2 separate regions of the Mus musculus genome follow, and region 1 is linked to region 2. The links are chromatin contacts, called in public HiChIP or PLAC-seq maps. All regions are on one chromosome and are shown on one strand. The core of a region is the stretch at or near the end of the contact, and the rest is flanking DNA. Distances in the headings are between cores, read along the strand shown.

The links. HiChIP or PLAC-seq counts read pairs in DNA pulled down with a chosen protein or histone mark.
Region 1: a contact with region 2 is called in an H3K27ac HiChIP or PLAC-seq map of embryonic stem cells, with 21 read pairs. The contact joins the promoter of Slc2a3 here to the enhancer-like site in region 2. A contact is called at or near these places in 2 of 39 promoter capture datasets (embryonic stem cells and macrophages), 1 of 15 datasets of contacts at CTCF or cohesin (the NIH/3T3 cell line), 13 of 484 Hi-C or Micro-C datasets (ECoMG myeloid progenitors, the G1E-ER4 cell line, the HL-1 cell line and 8 more), 13 of 115 datasets of contacts at active chromatin or transcription factors (bone marrow-derived macrophages, embryonic forebrain, embryonic limb bud and 5 more) and 3 of 9 other capture datasets (adipose tissue, liver and pancreatic islet).

The regions. Positions count from the first base shown.
Region 1 is chr6:122,740,670-122,747,785 of GRCm38.p6, reverse strand. It overlaps Slc2a3 (solute carrier family 2 (facilitated glucose transporter), member 3), which reads left to right and starts at 5,041. Exons shown (of 10, transcript NM_011401.4): 1 at 5,041-5,410. The coding sequence starts at 5,396.
Region 2 is chr6:122,686,386-122,693,177 of GRCm38.p6, reverse strand. No RefSeq gene overlaps it. Among named protein-coding and RNA genes, the nearest start is that of Nanog, 18 kb to the left of the region's middle. Within about 2 kb of position 2,832, at least 34 of the 459 cell types and tissues checked have an H3K27ac peak or open chromatin away from gene starts, as enhancers often do. A contact at or near this core is called in the HL-1 cell line, embryonic stem cells, pancreatic cancer cells and 1 more, where this site is marked.

The DNA of each region.
Region 1 (7,116 bases), core at 3,792-6,291, 52 kb before region 2:
CCACCTGGCTCACTTCCTTTCTCAAACCCTGTATTCAGCAAGTGCCAGTGGGCATCGGGATGGTGACCCAGTGAGGACAGCTCGGTGTCTTACCTCCTTACTTCATCCTACTGTTCATCTCTGGGTTTTTGTCCTCTGCATCCAAGCTCTTGGGGATCCAGTGAGCCACCACACTTGGCTGGAGCTTGGTTTTGTTCTGTTTTAATTTGTTATTATTATCGTATATGTGAGCGTAGGTATGCATATGGACACCAGAGGATGACTTCAGGAGAGATTTCTCTTCTCCATCCTGTCAAGGCAGGGTCTCCTTTGCTTTTGCTGCTCTATACACTTGGGGCTACCTTGTCTCTTGAGCTTCCTCCCCTTCTCCACTTCCCATCTCACTTTAGGAGTGCTAGGATTGCAGACATGAACTGTTGCGTTTGGCTTTTTATTTTTAGATTTAGTTTTATGTATGTGTTTATCTGTGTCTGCCTGGCTGTGCATACATGGGTGCCTGCTGAAACCAGAAACTATGGGATGCTCTGGAGCTCTACTTACAGGCAGCTGTGAGCCACCTCATATGTGTACTGGACTAGAACTGCAGTCTTGCTGCAAGAGCAGCAAGCACTCTTATTGCAGAGCCATCTCCAGCATTTGGGGTGGTGGGGTTCTAGGACGGGGAGGCAGGTCATCAAGCTTGCACATTAAGGACTATTGACCACGGAGTTCTGCAGGCCTGGAATTGGATTTCCGCTTGAAAATGTGACACAGAGATGATGAGAACACGATTTAACAGGATCCGTCCATTTTCTGTTGCTGTAATAAAATACTTGAGTGGCCTGGAATTCTTTTTTTTTTTCTTTTGGTTTTTTCGAGACCGGGTTTCTCTGTATAGCCCTGGCTGTCCTGGAGCTCACTTTGTAGACCAGGCTGGCCTCGAACTCAGAAATCTGCCTGCCTCTGCCTCCCAAGTGCTGGGATTAAAGGCCACCATGCCCGGCTAGCCTGGAATTCTTGATCCTTAATCCACCCAGAGCCAGGATTGAAAGCATATGCCTGCCTGACTGTTAAGAGCCTGAAAAGAGGTTTAGGGGCTTGTGAAATGGCTCAGAGAATAAGTCACTTGCTTCCAAGTCTGGTAACAGAGTTCAATTCCTGGGGTCACATAGAAGAAAGGGAAGAGAACAGGCTCCCAAAAGTTATTCTCTGATCCATGAATGATGTGTGTGTATGTGTGTGCGCGCTGAGGCCTTACAACTTAAAGGTTTTACTTCCCTTTAGCATGGCTGTGCTGGACCTGGATTCTAGCACAGGAATCTTTGGAGAACACACTTATCCATCCATGGCATACAGTAGCAAAATGTGCAGAACTCCAGGGCACTCTTGATTGGTTTTGGTGTTCTCTATAGGTTTCTCCTAGTATGACAATCACAGTGAATTATTTACCTATGGGGTGACACACTCACGTGGGTGGTGTGTTTGTGTGTGCTCGAACTCAGGTCACTGAGTTCAAAACTACAGTTTCATTTTAAAAGAGGATTTCAGGCTGAAAATACAGCTCAGGATATTCAAAAGGACCTATGTTCAGTAACCAATGTATGGGAGTGGGGGGGAAGAAATGAAAAGAAAAACGATATTTCGCTGGGCAGTGGTGGCGCACACCTTTAATCCCGGCTCTTGGGAGGCAGAAACAGGCAGATTTCTGAGTTCGAGGCCAGCCTGGTCTACAGAGTTAGTTCCAGGACAGCCAAGGGTACATAGAGAAACCCTGTCTCGAAAACAAAAACAAAAAAGAAAGAAAAAAGAAAAAAAGAAAAAGGATATTTCACCTCAATACCCAAAAATTGACTCTTCCATCAGAGGCACACTGTAAGTAAGATGCACATTGGATTCTGAAGGCCTGGTGCAAAAATATCAAAATAGATTATTAGTCATTTATGTTGGTTAGATGTTAATATGAGAACTTTGAGGCCTGAGACTGGTATGGTCAGCCCCAGACTGAATCCCCTGCACTGCAAAGAGAAGAAGAGAGTGAAGTGAAACAGAGAACTTGGGACATGTCAGATGGGATAAATATAATATAATAAAATTAACGTGTGTGCGTTAGGTTTTGTTGTTGTTGTTGCTGTTGTTAGCGCTGCTGGAATGTTTTAAACTGTGGCCCACGCGCCTGTAGTCAAAGGTGCTTTGAACCCAGGGCTTATTAAGGAGGCACCACTGAAGATCTGTGAGTAGATTGCTGTGCTTTGAATTTTAACTTAGGGTCAACACTACTTTGGAATTTGTTCCTGGAGACTTTGGGATACGCAAGATCTGCCACAGTGATGAGAAGCTGGGGGCTGGAATCCGGTTTTCAGGACCGGCAGCAGTAATGAATGGTTTAAAGGCAGTGTCAACAGGAGAAGCGGCATTTCTCAGATTTTTCCTTTCTTCACCCCAGGGCTGCTGCTGCTGCTTCTTTTTTTTTTTTTTAAACCGTGTTTTCAGATTCAAAGTGAATTATGGGGACACCTCACCTGGTAGGGAAAGATTAAAATCAGACACACGAAACCATGCAGGTTGCTGTTTGTGGGGACTGATAGAAATGTAAAGCACGGGGTCTGGGCAGTCCTTACAACTGGCTCTGCTTGCGTTTTCCCAGGCCGGGGGCACTGTGCTGAGTTTAAAATCTTGAGTGCTCTTTTGTAGGATCCCTTGTCCTTCTGCTTAGTTGTCACACTAGCAAACCTCAACAGGCTAACAGCAGGAGACCAGATTGGGGCTCCAATTGTGCAGGTGTGTGCATTGGGAACTGGTATCCCAGGCTATTGTTCTTGTTCCCTCTCTCCTAAGCACACCTACTTTGCTCTTAGCTCCCAACTGGGTACTTTTACTAAAGTCCCCTTCGTGCTTCTCCCTCTTTGATATCCAGCAAAGATAGAAGAACTCTCAAGCAATCTAAGGACACGTAGTAGATAGGTGTTGTTACTGCATCTCAGCCATGAGGCTGTTGAGTGCTTTGTCCCTCAAGGTTGGTCACCCTCACTGGGACTTGGACTTTTCGGTCAATTGGCAACCACTCCCACAGAGCACTGAGGACCCCAGGGAACCCGGCACAGGAATTCCTACAATGTACCGAGTTCCCCAGGGAACCCTTCACATGCACTCCCACAGTGCACTGAGGACCCCAGGCAATCTCTAACAGCTAGTCAGCAGCTGGTCTGTGTTGCTCGAGATGAGGACTGTCTGTCTTGGACTCTGCTGCTAAGCCCACAGTAGCATGAGGCCTTGTGGCTTAAGCATCAGACGAGCTTCTGCTTTGAAGAGCATTTGTCTCAATTTGTTTAGCACTTTTTAGATTCTTGGGAATTCAGCTAAATTCCAGCTGTAATCTTTAAAAAACATACATTGCTGCAAGCATAATTTTCTCTGTTTCAGAGCTAATCTTAGGCTTTGGAGCATCTGTCTTTCCCAGATCACTAGCCCACTTCCACCCTCCCGAGTGCCTTAAAGAAAAAAAGAAAAGGAAAAGAAAAAAAGAAAAACACCTTTATATTTTATGCATTATGGGTGTTTTGCCTACGTGTATGTCTGTGCACCAAGTGTTGTACAGCACCTGGAAGGCTGGAAGGGAACCTGGTCTACAAAGCAAGTTCGAGTATAGCCAGGGCCACACAGAGAAACCCTGTTTCCAAAACAAAACAAAACAAAACAACAAAAAGAGGACAACTTTGTGGACTTGGTTTTCTCCTGACACCATGTGTGGGTCGTGGGGATGAAACTCAGGTCTCCAGACTTGGCAGCAAGTGCCTTTACCTGCTAAGCCATCTTGACAACCTTCATTATTTCTAATGTGGCTACAGGAAAATGGAATGTTGCACCAAGTGGCTTGGATTCTCTTTCTACTGGCAGGCACTGGCCTTTGGGCTTTACTATTTCTTTAGCTGCTAGATTCAGTTGCTGTGGTAATTAAACGGCGCTTCCGACTCAGTGCTTCTAGGAAAGAAAAATGACGAGAGCAAGGGGGTGCAACCTCGGGGATGATTTTCTTGCGCGGTCCGGTTCACTCCACCTCAGTTTTCTCAGCAAGCATCCGATTTGGCAAAGACCCTCCTTTAAGGAGAAAGGGACCAGGTTTGCTTCAGTTCAGTCCATCAGTCTAGATCTCTGCCCAGAAAGCTAGGGACTGAAGATGCCTTTCCTTCCTCGAGCCTATACCAAATCACTCTTCAGGGGAGGGGTCGCCTTCCCTCCCCCGCACCGGGAGTCAGAGCCTAGAGCCTCAGTGTCACACGTTTATCACGTGCTCAGCTGCTTCACTCTGGAGCTCACCTGAAATGTGCCTGCCTCCTGCAGGCCATCGCAGGCCTCTCTGTAAGCTCTCCTTTCGCGTACCCAACTTTTTAGGTTTCTTTCAGTGTGGTAGTGAAGTACTTGTCTCAAGTTTGTCTTTCGAGAGACACACAATCCCTAGGTAATAGTATGTTAGCAAACGTTTCTTATATGAGAATCAGTTACCCTAGACTGATTGTTCTGGGGGTTTAACCTAGAGCCGCGGCAAGTGCTATACCACTGCGAGACACCTCCACCCCAGCTCTTAATTTTTTCTTCCCGCTTGAGAGCTATGCACTCAGCAAAAATCTGTAAGTTGAATTAGATATTTGTTGTGTTTCTAGATGCTGTTAATCTCAAAACAGAGCTGAGAGAGGCAGAATTCACAATGGGTGGGGTGGCGTATGCTGTGGTGAGGAATTGGGGCTGTGTACTTCACTTGATCCTTCTTGGAGCCTCAAGTCAAGAAGGCTGCCTTCACACCTGGATGCGTTTTCTTGGACTGCCTCGCCTTTCCCTCCTTCAAGGCGAGTACACCCAGCCTATAATGAAAACGCATTATCAATTCTCTGCTTCCTGCTCCTTGGATGACTTTCAACTAAAAGCAGCACTGACTCTACTCTGCGTTTAGACTGATTCCATCCCGACTGCCTTCAAATTTGCCCGCCCTCCAAACTTTGTTTTAGTATTTTTTTCTGTGAAACAAAAAGGCTGTCGGCTCTTGAAAAGGGGAAGGAATTTGGAAGCGCTTTGAGGGGAAAAAAAAAAGAACCACGAGGAGGATGTGGTAAAAAGCAGGAGGGGGTGGGTGATGGTGGTTGATTGCAAAGGACAGGGGCTGGGGGTGGAGCGGTGAAGATCAGATAAGAGGTCACTGAATTCCTGGGGTCACAGGTTAAGGATTGGGGGGTGGGAGGTTGAAGGCTCCACCCCTTGCAGAGATTATAAATAGGTAGGCTGGGCTTCGGGCTGTGATGCTTTCGGTGATAGTCCTTAAGCCTTCTGAGAGCGGCTTCTGTAGGACCCGAGGAACACTTGCTGCCGAGAACATTGGCTGGATACCTCTAGATCTACCTTAAGACTTGAGAACTAGGTTGGGACCATGGGGACAACGAAGGTAAGAGCTGGTTGTTTTTATTTGCTTGTTTGGGGTCCTCACGGAGGTAGGTCGTGGTGCGGATCGCCGTGCTCCGGTTTCTCCTAAGTCACCGAGCCATCCGGACGGAGGCCTTTTCTTATCAGCTCCAGCAAGCAATTCGATACTAGTGTTAGCGTTCTAGGCATCTCCTACCTGACGAGGATCCTCTCGGACACCTTCTTAGCACGTGAAAGTCACCTCAGAAGCTGTTTGCCTCTCGGGTGTGTTTGAGGTAGCTGTGATGAGAGCGAAGAGGGTAGGACTTGGCCGCGGGGGTCTCGGAGCCAGCTGGAAGGCTTGGGAAAGGCTTAGACCTTGAGAGGACGTGGGGTTGGCTTGGGTTTGCTGTTCAGCATCCCGCTATCGGTCCTTGGGTTCCCGGTACTGTGGGGAGGGAAGTCCAGTTGTCCTTACTATGGTTGTGAGTGCAGGATGTATCGGAGTTAGTGTGGGCGGAGGGAGGAAGGCAGTATTTGTAAGGAAAAGGGCATTTCCACGAAGATTAACTTGGAAATTAAGTAAATTAAGAGACCGTGAAAAAAAAATCAGGATAAAAGAGGGGATGTCTGTAAAGAGGGTTTTACAACAAGGAAAGGGCCTTCGCCTGGAAGGGACAGCACTTAACCACCGAGAGACTGGGAGGCTGCCGGGAAGGTCAGCTCGCTGCTAGACGCTCCCAGCCTGCCACCGGGAGTGACCTTAAGAGGAACTTAAGGACAGGTGAAGAGGTTGTAGCAGGCCAAATAGGTCGGCCTCAGACTCCAGTTTTGAGATGTCCCTGCCTGCTTGAGTGATTTCCCAGCAAGGTGAGGAGATGTCTGCCTGATCCCCCCTTGCTAAAAATGGCTCCTAATAATGTGTTTAAAATGAGCAGAGGCTCTGGCCAGCTGGGCGGAGAATGGTACCATATTTAGAGAACAGGAAGACTCTCAAGAGGGCCCAGGATGTTGCTGGTGGGTTGGGTAGTCTAGAGATAAGAAAAATAAAAATCTGAGCATAGCACCTCGCACCTGTGACTCCAAACCTGAGAGGCTGAAGCAGGAGAAGTGAGGAGCTGACTTGAGGTTAGCTTGGAGTACAGAGCGTGGGACCTCCTCTCAAAGAGAGGAAGAGGAGATGAGAGAGAAACAGGTGGTGGGAGAGGAGAAAAAGGAATTCACACGGTTAGTTCCGGTGCTTGGGGGTCGGGGGGGGGGTGGTGCGGGGGGAGAAGGGGGTCACCTGCCATCTACCATGCTGGTGTGGCTGCTCCTTCCTGCTCCTGTTCTGGCCTCTACAGTCTGTGAGGCGTGGTGGACCCACATGGAGTCTGGTTCTGCCCTCTATGCTTTGAGGGGTTTGGGTCTGTTATGTTTTATGTTTTGAGACAAGATCTCACTGTAAGCCTGGACTAGCCATGAACTCACCGATAGTATTCCACAACCCTGCATTCACCGTTCCCTAGGGCAGTCAGATACCTGTGTCTATCTGGTGACGTTTTTGGTTGCCTTTTCTTTTTGAGAAATTTAGTTCAGGCGGACTTTGAACTCAGGATCCTAGGGTTCTAGGATTACAGTTGTTCACCACCCTAGTCCGGCTGGTGAAATGGTCTTGTTTTTGCTTTTCGGTTTTTTTTTTTTTTTGTTTTTGTTTTTTGAGACAGGGTCTCACTGTGTAGCCTGGCTGGCCTGGTACTAGCTATGTAG
Region 2 (6,792 bases), core at 1,583-4,082:
GGTGCCCACAGTGACAGGAAGAGATAGTAATTTGACCACAGGTACATGTAGGCCTATAGAAAATGGTGTGCAAACTAGCCTTGACTCAAGGGATACCACCCTCCACAGGCTGGCCTGAAGCAGTGGACAGAGGCCTGTCAGTCCCCAGCCACTACCACCTGACTTTATTTTTAATTAAAAATACATTTATATTATATAATAATTACATGTTGCATGTAATTTAATATAATATATTATATAATAATTATATAGTATATGTAATTATAATTTAATGTATTATATATTGTATAATTATAATGTATTGTATATAATATATTGTGAGGTATATATTATAGTACTATGAAGTAAGTTAATATAGTAACTAAAACATTGTATATAAATAGATAAAATATATAAGTATATATAATATATATTATAAATATATGGGCTGGAGAGATGCCTCAGTTTTTAAGAGCACTGCTCTTTCAGGAGACAGTGGTTCAGTCATATTCCAACTATCTACATGGTAGTCTTCAATTGTACGTAATTCCAGCTCCAAGAGATATGACACCCTTCTCTGAGGACATCAGGCATCAGGCATATCCCTGGGCAAGCAGATACGTGTAGACAAAATTCTCATACACATAAAAATAAGTAAGTAAACCTTTTAGGGCTGGAGAGATGGCTCAGTGGTTAAGAGCACCGACTACTCTTCTGAAGGTCCTGAGTTCAAATCCCAGCAATCACATGGTGGCTCACAACCATCCGTAATGAGATCTGACACCCTCTTCTGGTGCATCTGAAGACAGCTACAGTGTACTTAGATATAATAAATAAATAAATAAATAAATAAATAAATAAATAAATAAATGAAAGTTTGTCCTCTGACCTCCACAAGCACACCATGGAACACATGCCCCCTCTTCAAACACATGCAAAATAAATGTAAAATTTGATTTAAAAAAACCTTTTAAGGCTGTGTATGGTGTGTATGTATGTGTGTGAAAGAGAGCAGAGAGAGAGAGAGTTCTCTACACATATTCTCTCTCTCTGCTCAATAGTGCATGAGCTCTACTGAGCTCATGTCATTGGGCTTCTTGGGGGAAATAGACTCTGTGAGCCACTTCACTGGTCTGTCACTTGTTTTCATGATAGCCATTCTGAAATGACATGTAAAATTGGTTTTAATTGCATTTCTCGGAGGGCTACAGATGTTGAACATTTAAATAAACATTTATTGGCCATTTGTATTTCTTTTGAAAACTATTGGGTCTGTTCCTTGACTAATTTACTGACTGACAGGTTTGTGTGTTTGTTTTCAACAGTCACAGCTCTCTATGTTCTAGGCAGTAACGTCATTTCTCAAGTATAGCTGGTAGCAAGGAGTTTCTCCCATTGTGTTTGCTGTTCTCTCTGTTCATTTTATGTAACCCATTTATCATTTTTTTTAAATGGAATTCTTTTTTATTATTATTTATATAAGTACACTGTTGCTGTCTTTAGACATACCAGAAGAGGGCATCAGATCTCATTACAGATGGTTGTGAGCCACCGTGTGATTGCTGGGAATTGAACTCAGGACCTCTGGAAGAGCAGTCGGTGCTCTTAACCGCTGAGCCATCTCTCCAGCCCCCATTTATCAATTTTAAAGCATATACTGTTATTTTTCTGTGTGGCTGGTTTGCCTCTATGTATACCATAATACCGGCTTCACGGGGGGCCAGAAGGTGTCACCAGATGCCCTGGAATTGGAATTATAATTAGTTATGTGCCCCATGTGCCTATAGGGAATTGAACAAAGGTCCTTTGGAAGAGCAGCCAGGGATTATTTATTTATTTTGGGTTTTGCTGGTTTTATCTTTCGTTTGCTTGTTTTGTTTTATTTTTGAGACAGGATCTCTCTACCCAGCCCCCGCTGTCTTGGAATTCATTGTGTAGAGCGGGTTGGCTGGAGCTGAGAGACCCACCTGTTTCTGATTTCTAAGTGCTGGGATTAAAGATGTGCACCACTACTCTGGCTCCTTTCTTTTCTCTCTTTCTTGTTTTCTTTTATAATTTTCATGGTTTTTCTTTCTTTCTTTTTCTTTCCTTCTTTTTTTTTCGAGACAGGGTTTCTCTGTGTAGCCCTGGCTGTCCTGGAACTCACTTTGTAGACCAGGCTGGCCTCAAACTCAAATTTACCTGCCTCTGCCTTGCAAGTGCTGGGATTAAAAGGCGTGCCCCAACATGCCAGAATTCATGGTTTTTCAAGACAGGGCTTTTCTGGCCAACCTGGAACTCTAGACCAGGATGGCCTGGAACTCAGAGTTCTGCTTGCCTCTGTTCCCCCATGCGCTGAAATTGAAGATATAAAACACCAAGCCTGCTGCCATGGCCGCTACTGTTGTTACTGCTGCTGTTTCTTCTTCTCTTTCTCCTCTTCTTTTTCTTCAATCACTATTCCAGTGTACATAGGTGTGGAGGTCAAAGGACACATAGGTGTGGAGGTCAAAGGACAATTTATGGAATTGGTAGTCTCAGATACCTTTACAGGGGTCTAGGGAATTGAACTCAGGCCAGCAAGCATATTTTTTATTTGTTTTGTTTTGTTTTTCCAAGACAGGGTTTCTCTGTATAGCCCTGACTGTCCTGTAACTCACTCTGTAGACCAGGCTGGCCTCGAACTCAGAAATCCGCTGCCTCTGCCTCCCAAGTGCTGGGATTAAAGGCGTGCACCACCACGCCCCGGCCCGGCCTTTTTTTTTTTTTAAGTTTTCATTCATGCATTTTATTTATGGTCAGCCTCTGACACATAAAACCTTGTTACAAACAAACAAAACAACATCAACAACAAAATTCCAATCCCCAACAACTCTAAACAAAGCACTCCAGGCAAAAGGTAACACCTTTCTTTTGGGAGTGTGCTTCCCACCTTGCCTACAGGGCATCTTTGACCTTAGGCAAAAATGCGTGTTTTTTCTTAATGGGTGTGGCTTCCAGGTCTGGGAGGAATATCAAGAAGGATTTACCAAACTCCAGCAAGCGTTGTTCTGGAATAGTCTAGGAGAATAAATAAGCTCATTAGTTATTCTGTAGGTATTAGGGCAGTAGTTTTTCACCCTTCCTAATGCTGTGACACATTGTGGTGATCCTCCCCCAACCATAAAATTATCCTATTCCTAATTCATAACTGTATTTTTTCTACTGTTATGAACGGTAAGGTAAATATCTGATATGCAGGATTTCAACCCACAGGCTGTACCAGACCTGATTATAGATGGTAGTGAGTCACACTATGTGGTCGCTGGGAATTATACTCAGGACCTCTGGAAGAGCAGCCAGTGCTCTTAACCTCTGAGTCATCTCTCCAGCCCTGAAGAACATAGTTTTGAAGCCGAGTGATGAAGATGGGGTGGGGGTGGGGTCATGGAAAAAAGACTCTAATACCTGTGTTAATTTTTTTGTCTGGACCCAATGATGTGGGATAGACTAAAATAAAAGATGCTGACCCTGATGACGTTGTATTTAAATACACACAGGGGCTGGGACAGAACTCAAGTTTAGGGGTTCTCGGGCTGGAGAGATGACTCAGCACTGACTGCTCTTTGGAAGGTCTTGAGTTCAAATACCAGCAACCACATGAAAGCTCACAACCGTCTGTACAGCTACAGTATACTCATATACATAAAATAAATAAATACATCTTTTAAAAAAACAGTTGAGGGGTTCCCAACAAGCATGGGTGAGGTCCTAGGTCTGATCATTAGCAATGCTATTATATTCAAAATATTTCAGGGCACCTCAGTCTTGATGCAAGCGTTTGGGCCGGTGAGATGCTCAGTGGGTAAGCATGCGTGCTGCACACAGCCTAAGGACCTGAATTTGATCCTCTGGACCCATGTGGTGGAAGGCGAGAACTGACTCCAGCCATCTCCCCACACAGGACACCACCACCTCCAACAAATGATTAGATAATCATTTTTAAAAAGAGAGAGAAAGAAGGTGTTCAAGGCAAAGGCTCATAGATGAAAAAGGGAATTCTGGCTCTTTATCTGTGGATTCAGATACACGGGAAACTGAGGCAGGAGGATCAGCTAAGCCTGGGAATTCAAGCCAGTCTAGGCAAAATGGTGTAGGTATCTGCTCTCTCCTCCTGCCATATGGGTCATGGGGGTAACGTTGGAAACTCCAGCCCTAAGGGAATATGATGCCCTCATCTGTGTTCTACAGGCAGTGCACACATGTGGTGTACTGACATACATGTAGGCAGAGTATTATATATATATAAAGTAAATGAGTAACTCTTAAAATTTTTCTATGCATTCACAGCAGTTCCAATCAAATCTTAAAGTAGGTTTTAGAAAATGTGACAGCGTGAGCCAACAAGATGGCTCATTAGGAAAAGTCAATTGCCACTAAGGCAGACAGCCTGAGTGAGTTCTACCCGCCATGACCCATACGGCATGGTGGCATGTATAAGCCTCTACGAACAATTTAAAATATTAAATTTTGTGCTGGGTAGTGATGGCATACACTGTTAATCCTAGCACTTGGGTGGTAAAGGCAGATGGATTTTTCGGAGTTTCAGCCTGGTCTACGTAGTAAGTTCCAGGAGAGACAGAGACCCAGTCTTGAAAAAGAAAACCCAAAATAACAAAATAAATAAACAAAACAAAATAATAACATTAACAACAACAACAACAATAGTTTTAGGAAAGATTTAGTGTGGTGACATATGCCTTCATTTTCAGCAGACAGATCTTTTTGTGTTTGATGCCAGCCTGGTCTATATACTGAGTTTCAGCCCAGCTAGATATACAAGGTGAGACTTTGTTTCACAAAAAACAAAAAAAAAAAAAGAAAAGCAAAAATTATACTTGTTTGAGTAATTCAGAAGATTGGACAAACCTTGACTGAGGCGCGTCAGCGACTATACCACGGGCTGGAATTTTGGGAAGGTTGAGAACAGTATCTAACTAAAAGATTAGTTACTTCAGCCATCTCGTTTGTTTGGTTTGAAAGGAGCCTGCTTCCTAAGGGTGGTCAGCCCCTTGACTGAATGACTGATTCAGTTCAACTGGTATGTCACTTTTTTTTTCTTTACGTGCTCACATGGTAGTTTTCCTATTCTAACACTGCCAAAGAGACTGGGCGTTTTGCACAGCTCCTTGTGAGCCTGTAACAGAGCTGAAGAAGACAGAAGGAAATAGCCTGAGAGCCAAGATAGAGACCTGGGAGTCTGAGATTCCTGGATGCTTAAATAAGAAGAAGTACATTTTGGTCATAAGAGGTTAAAGGGCAGTGAGTTCCGGATCTATTTAGCCTGGCTAGAGGGGCTTATCTGCGTGAGCTATGAAAATACCACCACCCAGCTGGGAAGAACTCTGTTGGCTGCCCTATCAGAGGACCCAGATTTGGTTCCTAGAGCCCACATGGCAGCGTAAAACTGTAACTCGTTCCAGAGGATCCTCTTGCCCTCCACAGACACTGCATGCATGTGATACATAGATGAGAATACAGACAAAACTCCCATACGCATAAAAAGATTTTTTTTTTTTTTACAGAAATCACAATAGAATACTCTGCTCTCTATATAAGATATTATCAAGTCTCCCTTTGGGAGCTTTACGAACTATATAGAGAATGAAGCAGAACTGGCTGTCTACAGATGCACAAGCAAGCTGCACACCGAATAAAACAGAGCCATCGCCACTCTAGTTGGTCATTTCTTTGTTTTGTTTTTTTGGTTTTTGGTTTTTCGAGACAGGGTTTCTCTGTATAGCCCTGACTGTCCTGGAACTCACGCTTTCGACCAGGCTGGCCTCGAACTCAGAAATCCGCCTGCCTCTGCCTCCCGAGTGCTGGGATTAAAGGCGTGCGCCACCACGCCCGGCTGGTCATTTCTTTATTGATTTTACCTTACATAAGAATCAACGTTTGTGCATTATGAAAACTTCCCACCCACACAAAGGTAAAAACTGAGGTTTCTTTGTACCCTTAGATCCAGTTGTTTTTTTTTGTTTTTTTTTTAAAGTATAGCTTCCATTTTATTTTTCCAAGGTGTTTTTCCTTCCGCTTTTATGAAGCCACCTCTTTACATGGCCTTTGGTAGAGGTTGTGGTTCAGCGCTAGCAGTTCTAAATCCTGGTGGGGGTGTTCCATCCTTCCGGGCTTCACGAGACCGATTCCTGACGACCTTGCTATGAATGGCACAGCTCACCAGTAAAGCAGCCTGACATGGAACTTGGGAAGCACGTGAGCCTTGAAGATGCTTGCTTCAGATGTGTCCCTGACAGCAGAGGCTTCTACGATGTTCCGAATGACGAGCTTCTCAAAGGCCTTATCCTTGGGTGTGGCACCGGGCTCAGTTCAAGCAGTGAATTGGCCGCTCCTGCTCCCGCTCCCGCTCCTCCTGTCCTGGTTTGGTTTGGTTTGGTTTGGTTTGGTTTGGTTTGGTTTGGTTTGGTTTTATGTATGTATGTATGTATGTATGTATGTATGTATGTATGTATGTATGTATTTGTTTTGTAGTTCTTGGGACTAGAACTGAGGGCCTCATAGATTATGCTAGGCTAGGCGAGTATTCTGTCGTCCCCAGCCCTGACCTGTTGCTGTTAAGCATCTAAGTTTGTTTCTTCCTGATCAGGAACATAAGGAGGAGCTGACAGTTTTTACGATCAATGACTTGAGATCAAGAAGTTTCAAGAAAGGTGTTAGCATCTACAGCCTCCCTGCTAAGTCTCTGTTCCTGGCTGCTGCTGGTAGTCTTATAGTCTTAAAAATGTCGTATTTAAAGTAGTTTATGGCAATTTGGAGTTATTATGTCAGAAATGT